Linked DNA regions of Hordeum vulgare: region 2 is linked to region 1. The links are chromatin contacts, called in public Hi-C maps. All regions are on one chromosome and are shown on one strand. The core of a region is the stretch at or near the end of the contact, and the rest is flanking DNA. Distances in the headings are between cores, read along the strand shown.

Region 1 (5,759 bases), core at 1,069-3,568:
GCAGGATGTGTTGCAAAATCCGAGATGAGGGAACTATCTGTTAATTTCTACAGGTCATGTACATAGTCTAGAAAGGCAAAACAAGTACAGATAGATGATCAATAATAACAGAAGAAATCACCGTTCTTCATTAAAAGCAGTATGAGTTCCAAAAGGCTAGATGGGAGAACACTAGGACAACATCAGGGCCATACAAGATATGAGTAGATTTTTCCGAAACAAATAGTGATAGTAATGGGTACAATGAGGCCATGAAATGAGTCAAATTTAGTGAAAGTTGAAGGACTTGTATGAAAAATACAAAACAATCCATAAACTAACAAAAAGAAGGCCGTACAGTTTAGGGCTGCAGAACAACCGCAAAGAAGGGACATACCAGAGGTTCTTCTAGGCGTTGCAGGTCCTATACGAATAGGTCTAGTAGAGCAATAAACACCGTTCATTTCAGTCATTGCATGAGCTTTGTCAGTATCATCTCCAAATCTAACAAATCCATAGCCCCTAGAACGGCCAGTGTTTGCATCAATAATAACTTTAGCTCCTTTCACGGAGCGATACTTGCTACCAAAAAGCTCCATCAACATTTCATCGGTAACATCAGCAGCTAAATCACCAACAAAAATTGAGTGGTCAGAGACAACTTCTGATCGCTTTTCACCCATGCTATAGGATGCCCAGTTTAACTTAAAGGCTCGATCAGTGTTGGGCATCACATGACCAGTAAAATTCTGAAGAGCTTTATCCGCTGATGCATGGGAAAAGAACTCTACAAAACCATATCCCTCTGATTGTCCAGTTTGCCTATTGCGGATAACTTTTATGGTTACCACCTATGAAGCAGATGTAGAGAAAAAGGTGAATAAACCAGTAGTTGAACAAGAGAAGAATTATACGCAATGATTTAATAAGGAAAAAAAATGAACCCATGAGTGGTTAACATTCATTATGTCTTTTAATAAACCCATCATGGTTTATGTGTGTGAAGGATAGTTCCTGGAAAATTGTACAAACACAAGACCGCATACAACTTGCTTTCTTTGTTACCACCTATGAAGCAGATGTAGAGAAAAAGGTGAATAAACCAGTAGTTGAACAAGAGAAGAGTTATACGCAGTGATTTAACAAGGAAAAAAATGAACCCATGAGTGGTTAACATTCATTATGTCTTTTAATAAACCCATCATGGTTTATGTGTGTGAAGGATAGTTCCTGGAAAATTGTACAAACACAAGACCGCATACAACTTGCTTTCTTTGTTACCATTTTCCAGACAAAGTACTTGCCACCTTTTCCACTTCCTGTCCACGTCAGTAAGCAAACCTCCCAATAAAAGATGGTAGTAATTGGTCAAGGCTTTCATTATGGCTTCCTTTTGCCTCTCCAACTGGTGTTTTACTTATTCCGTAATCACCAAAATGCATAACGAGCCCAGCTCATTCGTAACTTCTATTAAATTATACACGTCAAGACCATTTCCTCCAAACGAGTACTACTAACCAAACTAGTTTAAATCCCCAAAGTCGGCACATTTGGAAGCTAGCATCGCAAAGAATAATGCAATTTTGTTCGTTATTGCGTACAATCCAGAGGGAAGAAGAAATTGCTTGCAGTTATGGCAGTAATCAAAGAAGAGCACTCCGTACGTACTGTATTGAATGGCCTTAAAGTTGGCGCCTTGAGCAACAACTTTTCACGGCTAATTATAGAAGCATCGCCTTTTATTCGCATCAAGTGACAAGTAAGCACAAAATATACGCTTTCATGGCAATTTGATGGCACAACACATGAATCAGGACAAAGGAATGGGGCGAATCTTACTGTATTCGCGAGATCTAGTACGGACAAGTCCGGATCGGGAGAGAACACGAACCTCGCCGCTGGGGCCGAAGCAGTTATGGAGGTAGTTCTCGTCCATCCAGTACTGGAGGTCGCCGACCCAGATCGTCTTGTTCTCCTCGCAGCCGTTCCCGCCGGATCCGGCCGCGGGTGGCGTGGGCGTGCGTCGCCCGGCCGCGGCGGGCGGAGGCGGCGGCCCCGGCGCGTAGTGCTTGGCGAACTGCGGCGGCGGCGGGGGCGGGGCGGCCACCATGGACGGCGGCGGGTAGGGGAGGACGACCCACCGCGGCTGCGGCATGTGGTGGTGCGGGTGCGCGTGATGCGGAGGCGGGTGCGGATGCGGGTGCGCGTGGGGTTGGTGAGGCGGCACGGCCACCTGTGATTCGGTGGTGGTCGCCGCCATCTGCATCACCGTCCGCGCCGCCGCCGCCGAGGAGGGTCGCCTGGGGTTGGGGGAGTCTCGTGAGGTTGCGGAGGGCGGAAAGAGAGGGTGCCCGTGGGTGAGGTGACTGGATATATAGCGGGCTGGCGGCGGATTCAGGCCGTCGGATCTAGGAGTTCGTTATTCTGCTGGTCGTTGATTGAATGTGCGAGGGAGGCGACGTGTAGGGCCGGTGGGAGGTCCCAGGTTTGGAGCGCGTTGGTAGCTGCCGTTATAGCGCTGACAGTGTGGGCCCTGTGGTTTGGGAGTGCGATTGGCGAGTGTTTTTCTTTTCTTTTCGAGAGTGTTGTTGCTGGTTTTATATAATGCTTTTCGTATTTATTATACTGCCATAAATCAGTGTATGGTTGAGTGTCTTCCGATAACATTTGGGCGAATAGGAACGAAACAACTATGTCATTCTGTTAATATAAATTAGTCTAAAATTTGTCTTACATTTTGAGACGAAAATAATAATGTTCATGTTAATTGGCAGGTATGAATGAGGTCGTGCTGGACAAAGCTTTTTAAGATAGAAAGTACTAATCCTTCCATTCTAATCTCAAGTTAATTTAGTGTACCATATAGCACACATTTTGCTATCAAAATTAAAGATATATAAAGATGTGCGAAGAGAGCTAGTATTAAGAAGTTTCGTTGAATTGGTATGTGGGCTCACCGTAAAAATGTTGACAACAAATGAATAGAACTTTCATCAAAATCAAACAATCACTATGGAACCTTTGGTAAGTGGTTGATTCGAGAACCCATATGCACACTATATCACACCATGACCATCACAAGATTAAGATTTGGATAGTTCAACCACTAATGACATGATCTTGTGTGTCATATACTATGATTTTTCTCTTCACATCATGGAGATTCATTTGAGGTTTACGCCAAGCCTCTCAAAATAGAATGTTTCAACGTTCATGGTGTTGTTATGGTCTTCGAGGATCTAACCGCTTGATCGTTGTTCAAGCAAACTATTAGGTTTTGCATGAGGCTTTGATAAGATATTATACGCTTCAATTCGCCGTTTCATGGTTTGTGTGTCTCGTGTTGTGGTTAAGTGGCTTCTTTCAACAAACGGCTAGTTCTTGCTCAAGAAAGTCTAGTGTCGACACAACATGAATGTACGAGTGATTTGCTTTAGGGTACCAATGTTAGGTTGCACTATTCTAAGTTGCATAGGATCTCATGTTTGGCCAAGTGTAATTATATGCCAAGTAATAAATATGTATTCTATTGCAAAATAAAATGGTATGTAACCTAGTAAGTAAACAAAATAGGATATGACAACCGGTTATTCTAAAGTACACGTGTATCTTAAGTATTAACTTGATACCGAACTTGTGGACATGCATGTGGGGTTGTCGGTGGGGTTGTATAATTAAGAAGTGATATTATGTGGCATTAGTATCGGTGGTGCTTACATGTCTATATTTAGAAATATGATATGGAATGACTTTATTTAGCCATGGGCATTCAAGTTAGCATGTGTTGTTTTTAGCATATCATTTGAATGGGAACTTAGATAATTCGGTTTTTAAGGAGTGGAGTTCCTTCTCTGTAAGAAGAGTTGGTCTAGAGTGTGATTTAGATCAAAATAAAATTAAGGAGCTAGTGGTAGCGGGTTGTGGCAAAACAGTAATATCACGGTGATGGTATCTCAAGGGGTGCTTTTCCTCTCAATGCTGATGAGATATCTAGAGCTTTTATTTATAGTCTTCTTTGGAACAAATAGCATTGAAGTCAAAATATCCTCTCAGTGGTAGTTTATACAAAATAACTATATGTATAACTATAAGTGTGTTCTTATCCGTCAAAACACTTCCGTGCCCTTCAACTAGATGTCCTGCTTTTTTCGATACTCCATGATGCGCGCATACATCTTTATTAGAATACATTATTGATCGTCCAAAGCAAAATGTAAGGTATAGTGAAAGGCCCAACCATAGCAGGTGGATGACAGGATTGCATGACTCATAAACATAATACATAACTATTACTAGATCACCATCCAAACCAGTTGAATGTTTGTTGTGGTGCTTCTATGGTTGCACTCAAAGGCTATAGGCACATGATCCTCCACGGATTGCACAGAGCACCACACATTACTACTCCCTCCGTCCCAAAATTATTTTTTTAGGTTTGTCTAGAAATGGATGTATCAAAATACTAAAACATGACTAGATACATTCATATCTAAACAAATATAAGACAAGAAGGGACGAAGGGAGTACAAATTAGAGTAGCACTACCCCCTCATCATTGACCGGTCATTGTCCACATGTTAGTGATGATCATTAAAACTAACTGGGCACTCCAGATGTGTTAGTGATATCAATTTTGGTTTCGGTTCAATGGTTATCACGGATCGTTCTAATGTTGACCAGTAAGTGATAGCTTGTCCCAATGATTGAACTAGACTGATTATTATCACCCATTGTCTGTTATATTTGACTCGTATGTGTGTAGACATCTTAAGTATGGCCCTTTGGTTTTGAGTCGGATAGTGTTGTGATATACACAACCTAATATAATTCATCGTCCACTCCTCATCTCCAATCCAAACTTTGTTATCGCCATCGAGTCCCTTCCCCCCACTGGTCAGTATTGTAATATATTTCAATAATACCAGAGCATTGGCATGTCGGTTGATGTGGTTGTATGGCTGAATTTTCCATGTTTGCTTTTTAATATATAACTAGGTTTTTGCTTTTTCTTTAAAAAAACATGGTCGTTGATGGGCCACGTAGTGTGTGTGCACAGCTGGAGATACAACAAAGTGGGAGGGGCAGTGTGTCGTGGTTTTGTCACGGCAGATGTCCTCGTGAAAGGACTTAGTACGGGAACCATCGCACCTTGGTGGCGACTCAAAGGGGTTAAACGGGAGGAACACGGCGGGTTACCCAGGTTCGGCCCCTCGAGAGGAGGTAATAGCCTACGTCCTGCTTTGTGTGTATTGATGTGGATTCGATTACAAGGGAGGCGTAACTCGCCTAACCTAGCACTCGATGATTTCTCACCTCCCCTCCTCCTTCCGACTCGCCTTTATATATAGGTCGAGGCTTTAGGGTTTTACAAGAGTCCCTTCCTCCTTACAAATCGTGACCACCGTGGTCTCTAAGTCGCCGTCTTGCAAAACCCAGAGACCTTCCATAAATCATAACCGTCCCGCGGCCTTGAACCGCCCAGGCTGAGGCCCAAGTAGCTCAAAGGATGAATCGCCTTACTAGTAACCCGACCCATATTGGGCGGGTCACTTAATAAGCAATATCCCCAACACAGTGGGTGTGGGGTAGTGCCAAAACAGTCGCCACAGTGGCTACACCGGCTTGGAGGTGGTGGTTGGGTGCTTTGGATGGATTGGTGGTGCGGCATCAAGCATCGGCATGAGGGCGGAAAACCAGGAGCTCATTGGGCACTGGGTGGCGTGCCCATCGCTAGATCTGGGCACGACATCTAGATCTCGAGGTGGATGCGGCGTTCATCA
Region 2 (6,091 bases), core at 2,887-5,386, 700 kb before region 1:
CGCCCGCCGCCGGCATTGCCGAAGCTGCCTCCCCCGTCCGCGGGCCGGCCTCCGCGCACGCTCCCCTCGGGGCTCGCTCCGGCGAGGTCGATCAGGCTGGTGGCGTGGCGCAGGCGGCGCGACCTGAGCACCTGCTCCCTCACGTGGTGCGGCAGCCGCAGGGTGAACCTCTCGTGGTCGCTCCGCTCGGCGGCGGCCGCCGACGCCGCGAAGAGCGAGTGCCCCGTCGAGTGCGACCTCGGCAGCCTCGCCGCCCGCCGCTCGCTGCGCAGCATCTCCAGCTCCATCGCCTCCTCCTTCCTGTCGTCCTCGTCGCTCTCCTCCTCTTCCTCTTCCCGCACCGGTATCACCACGGCGTGCGGCGGCGACGGCGAAGGCGAGGGCTGACGCCGCGCCACCTGCTCCGGCGACGGGGGCGCCACGGCGGGCGCCGGCGGCGGCGGCGGCTTCTCGAGGTTGGCGCGGCAGAGCGGGCACGTGATCCGCGCCTCGAGCCAGGGGTCGATGCACTCCGGGTGGAAGGCGTGCGAGCAGTGCGGCAGCAGCCGGAGGTCGTCGCCCTCCTCGAACGCCGTCAGGCACACGGCGCACTCCAGCACGCCCCTGCCGATCTTGTGCTCCTTGATCTCCCGGTACGGCATGATCGGGAACGTGGCCACCGTCGCCGGGTCCAGCCCGCGCTTCCCCCTCCTGGACGCCCCGGGCCCGGCCGCGGCGGCGTTGGCACCCTGCGGCGCGGCGTTCTCGGCGAGGCGGCACTGATTGATGTAGGCGCAGAAGAAGAGCAGGAAGAAGAAGACGCTGATGGCCACGGTGATAACCGTGGACATGGTGCGACCGAACGGCGTGGGCCTCGGCGGCGGCGCCACCCCGGTGGACTGCGGCGCCGGCGGCAAAGACTGCGCCACGCATGCGCCGGCGCCGGCGCCGAGGAGGCAGACAAGGACGAGGAGGTGTGTACGCACCTCCATCACCGCAACCATAGGATTGGCAGGTGAGGCGGTGGCCTACTCTACTCCAATGGGATTCGGCTCACGCCACAAGAGCGAGAAAGAGAGAGAGAGCTCAGCTGGAGCCTGGTGGTGCGGTGTGGTGTGCTACTGCTACGTTAGCGGCGGCGGCGGCGCCTAAATCCCGAGGGAAATTCGCACCTTCCTTTTCTTTCTTTCTTGGGTAGAAATCTTCTGACGGGTGGACACTTTGCCTTTTGCCCTTTACGTTTCTACATCTGGATTGATCTGTTTTGACTATACTAAATTTGTAATCACACTGAATGCGATGCCATGTAGGAGTAGATGATGCGATTATTAATTGTGTCGACTGTAAATGCCATACAATATGCCATAATTGTGGAATGCAGTATTCGAGAATAAACTGTGGATGTAGCTGATGATGCCCCCTGACGCCAAGAAATCCTTAAACAAGCTCATCTAGATCGTGACTGATTTTCATACGGCATGGACAATCATGTCTCACCGGTACATGCACCACCTGGCCAACGGTGTGAAGCATGAGGACAAAATGTCAAGTGTGATCGACCATGTGATGTCGCCTACCTGCGTGGAGCAGTTGTACAGATCATATGCCACTCAATTCGTTAGCGCCACAGGATGACACGAGTGCGATAAATTACCAGCTTCAGCTTTAGCCGTACCTGGGTAGTTGGTACCTGAGGCACGCCCGTTCCTAGCTGAACTAGATCAATATATAAACACACACACCGCTGCCACACATGTGGCAAAATCATGCATGCTATGAGTTAAGCTGGACCTGAAAATATATTTCTTACGATAATGCGGCGCCGAACCTGATATTATAGTCAGATTATATTTGCCAAAAAAAAAATTGTTCTAGAGTCCATTATTCTCGTACCATAACACACCAGCAGGCAGCTGTTCCCGGCAGGGCATAACATGCCAATCAGGAGCGCGCGCTTGCTCTGCTCGACAGTATACAGCTCTTCTGCAACATCAGCTCTCTAAAGCTATCCGCCGTGTCGGTGAAACCGGCGGCCAGAAGAGTATCGAACAGCCTGTTGCAGGCGGAGACGTCGAACTCCGGGACTTTCGATCGCTGCCACTGGTCGACGACCTCCGCGGCATCCTTCAGTTGCCCGCACATCAGATAGGCAGAGAGCACGCAGACGTAGTTCCGACTAGTCATCCTCTGGGCGGTCATCTGCATCGATTTCCATATGTCCTTCACCCTGTCCAGGTTGCCGAGACCGGCGTGCAAGATGACGAGGAGGTCGTAGGTTATCCACTCCCTCTGGCTAATCTTCGCCTCGGCTTCCACCAGCGAATTCCCCGAGCTAACAAGCTGGCTGGCATCGACGTAGATGCTGGCAAGGTTTCGGTACAGCATCCATCCTTCGTTGGAGTTTGGATCTTTTGACATCTCGTCGAGGATTCCTTTGAACGCCTCGAGATCCATGGATGCAACCGATGCGCTGATCCGAAGGTTGTATGTGAATAGGTCTGGAGAAACGTTTTGCCTCTTCAATTCCTCAGCAAGAATTGGAACCTTATCAAGCTCTCCGACAGAAATATACAGGGTCATCATTTCGTTGTAGACCAGGACATCAATAGGTAGGTCTGCATCCTTCATTCTCTGAAACAGCCTCTCGGCTTTGTCTATCATCTTTGATCGAGCATATGAATGGAGGAGTGCAGTATATGCTTCCAGTGATTTGGCTGCAGGTGGAAGCTTCTCAAAAAAATCTTCGGCTGCATTAGCGCCAAAAACTTTTGTAATCAAGTCAATGCGCACTCCATAGTCGTTCTCAGATAAATCAGACTCATGATGTGTCTTCATCCACTCTGCCACCTGCAAAACTCAAAGTTAAGAACTAATGCTCATGCCCTTTTTCTTGTTTTTTTTAAGGAGAAATATAGCAGCCACGGTAAAATTGTTCAATCCTGTTTGTAAGAATTTCGTAGGTATCAAAGTAAGCAATGCAAACAGATAGAGGGAGAGAGAGGATTGTTTACTCGGCACACTGAGTTTTGTAAACAAGATAACGTGCTTATCATGCAGTTAAATAAAAAAAAAGATGGATTACCTAACACTACAATAAGATGGCACAGCATGTACATGAGATGAATGTTTATCTGACAATAACAACCTATCTAGTATTAAGAGTTTAGACCCGATACTACATGCATGCTACAGCTCCTCGTGACTCAGTACTACATGAGCTTACATGCCTCCTTTCCAATCAGCAATTGCAAAACAAGATCACTAAAGCACATACATGCTATTAGAATGATGCATAACTTGAAGGGAGACTTTATATAACAGAATGGCTATATTTCTTGTAAGCCGGCCAAATTGCACAAAAATTGTGTGCAACTTCACACAGTTCTATACAGAAAGTGGCACATATTTCTGAAATGTGCGCCTACCCTATTTCTGCCGGATAAAGGGTCAACATCCAACGTGAAATAGGTGATCCCTAACTTTAGAATTAACCAGCAGCAAATCCTTTCTATCCATACAGACAAATCGGCTACCTGAAGAATTCAACTACAGAAATCGAACATCAGCAAACATTTCATCACCATTTCCAAGCACGGCACAAACAGATCGTACCGCTGCGTTGCATATACATAAACAATAAACGTAAATCTGCACGGAATCGCCCCACGGAACCCTTGCCCTAACTACGCAGCGCAATCAGAGGGGATCAGGGATCTGGGGGCGCGCGAACCTCGAGCGCGTGCTTGTAGCGGCGGGCGCGGCTGAGGTCGCGGGCGATGCGGCGGAGCTCCGGCGCGGGGGCGGCGCGGCCCTCGCCGGCCCACTTCTCGAGCGCCTCCGTCGCGCTCCGCTTCGCCAGCCGCAGCCGGAAGATGTGGCTCCTCAGGTCGTCGTCCACGGCTACGACGACGACCGCGTCCTCAACGTCCGCCGGGATGGCCGGCGCAGCGGGGGCAGGGGACGGCGACTCCGCCGCAGAGGCGGTGCAGGAGGAGGAGGATAGGTGGCTAGGGCTAGAGGCGATAGAACGGGGGAGCGCAAGGTGCCGCGAGGCGCGAGCGGCTCGGAGAAGAGCCGCCGCCATCTCGTGTGCTCTGCCGCGGCGCTCCGCGCGAGCCAACCGTGACGCCGTAGTAGCAGTGTACAGTTTTCTTTTTTTTATGAGGGGAAATGGGAAAAGAGTGTACAGTTACAGTGCTGAGCTTCGGCTGCACAGTCGCCGCTACTGCTGGGCCGGAAATGTGCAATTTCTAAAATCTGCTGACAGTCGGCCGAGTACAGCGTGCGATTTTAGAGCAACTTTAAGTCCAGTCTTGGATAAAAAAAGGAAAATATAAGGAGAAGTGTCGGACCATAGCTCTTCCATGCGACGGCTTACACAGCCTCGCATGCAAGAATCTTTCATCTCATGATTACACAATCGCATTAAATGTTTTTTAAAACTCTAAAAATGATTTATCTAACAGATTCATATTTAATTAAAGATTCGTCTTCACCGTTAGGTTCATCTAGATGAGACGTTCAAATAAGATCGTGTGTTGACATGTTTCGTTGATTTTTTTGTCGTTCCTAGTTATCATATTTATGTCATCATAGTTGTCATCTTACGGATGTACAATTGTCATAAAAATTATACACAGTTACCGGGACAATAATTTTATGTTCTTTAAGTATTGCAGTGTTATGTGGAGCTAAAAAGTGGTTATTAAAGCACTAATAATAAGCAAGTAAATGCATGAACCAGCACAAGTACAATGAATCAAGTTTTTTAATGATGTATATCGCCATTCATAAACCTGATAACCAAGTTGATTTAATGTGAGTACTATGTGACAAGTAAGTGATAATAATTTGGCAAGTACCGACGAAAAAAAAGTTATCGAAACATGTCGGCATGGAATCTAGTTTTGAAGATCTCGTCGCGATATAGTGAGTGTTGAAAACAGATCATTAATTGAGATAACGGTTTGGGAGATAAATCTTTTTTAAAATACAAAATAAAAAATACATAATGATGTCATATTGCATGCATGCAAGAATGGATGAAAGGGAGCCGCCGCATGGAAAGACTAATTTTCTCAAAAATAAAAACGTAAGTCCAAAAGAAAAACGTAAGTCCAGCCCACATCAATAAAAACAGAAACTATTTTCTCAAAAATAAAAATCATCACCTCATATTATTCGTTAAACACCATTTTTTGTTTGCGGGTACGCTAAACACCATTTGGGGTTCTCATTCTCTATTGGAGGCCCTTTTTTACATGGTATTCCAACCAAATCCTCTCCGCCTCTTCCCTTTTTCCATGAAATCAAAAAAGAACGCACAATGGTGGATGGCTGAAAGCAACCATTGTTGGCGATGGTCAACGGTAGACGACAAAAAATTGAAGGCAATGCACAATGAAGGCCCATGTCGAGCGGTGATGGAGAGTCAAAATCGGGTAATCAACGATGACGATGAGTCATGGGCAATATTTGAGAAGGGATGGAAAGCCCATATTTTCTCCCCCAAGCATTTGGAGGGGAGTAGATTGAAAAAAAATGAGGAAGTGGGCAGGGGGGGGGGGGGGTTGGAATAGTTTTCTCTCTCAAAATCAGCCAAAACGAGGAACAAAGGACGGTGATGGGAACATGATTGGAATTGCTCTATGCTAAACAACTCATGATTTCCTAAATTCTCATAAGAAAACCGATAAGATACAATGGACAGTTAGAAGAGAGAGGTTTAGGGTTTTGCGTGGGGGTTAACATCCACCTCACGTCTTAGTATATATAGATGATCATGATACAATTACATACGTATTCCTATACGTGACAATATACAATATGCAAACTAGACCCTATTTTACATGCCCCTCATTCTGAATTACATACAAGATTCAGATTGGGCTTGAAGCGGTCTAGCATCTGTCGTGTAGCGGGTTTAGTAAATACATCCGCTAGCTGATCATCTGTTGAAATGAACCTGACATCCAATGCACCTGCAGCTACTCGTTCTCTCACAAAATGGAAATCAATCTCAATGTGTTTGGTCCGAGCATGAAACGTTGGATTCGCCGTCAAGTAAGTTGCCCCTGAATTATCACACCACAAAATGGGCGTGCGCTGCCGT

Evidence for each region. Hi-C and Micro-C count contacts between places; a contact is called where the count stands out from the background.
Region 2: a Hi-C map of leaf shows a contact between it and region 1, with 2.9 times the contacts expected there. The contact joins the promoter of LOC123426865 here to the promoter of LOC123426861 in region 1. A contact is called at or near these places in 2 of 6 Hi-C or Micro-C datasets (leaf and seedling).

The regions. Positions count from the first base shown.
Region 1 is chr2H:502,650,898-502,656,656 of MorexV3_pseudomolecules_assembly, reverse strand. It overlaps LOC123426861 (polyadenylate-binding protein RBP47-like), which reads right to left and starts at 2,318. Exons shown (of 6, transcript XM_045110759.1): 1 at 1,871-2,318; 2 at 377-830. The coding sequence starts at 2,245.
Region 2 is chr2H:503,347,508-503,353,598 of MorexV3_pseudomolecules_assembly, reverse strand. It overlaps LOC123426865 (pentatricopeptide repeat-containing protein At5g09450, mitochondrial-like), which reads right to left and starts at 4,136. Exons shown (of 2, transcript XM_045110763.1): 1 at 3,710-4,136; 2 at 1,760-2,826. The coding sequence starts at 4,063. The coding sequence ends at 1,921. LOC123426866 (E3 ubiquitin-protein ligase ATL6-like) reads right to left here and starts at 1,661. Exons shown (of 1, transcript XM_045110764.1): 1 at 1-1,661. The coding sequence starts at 983.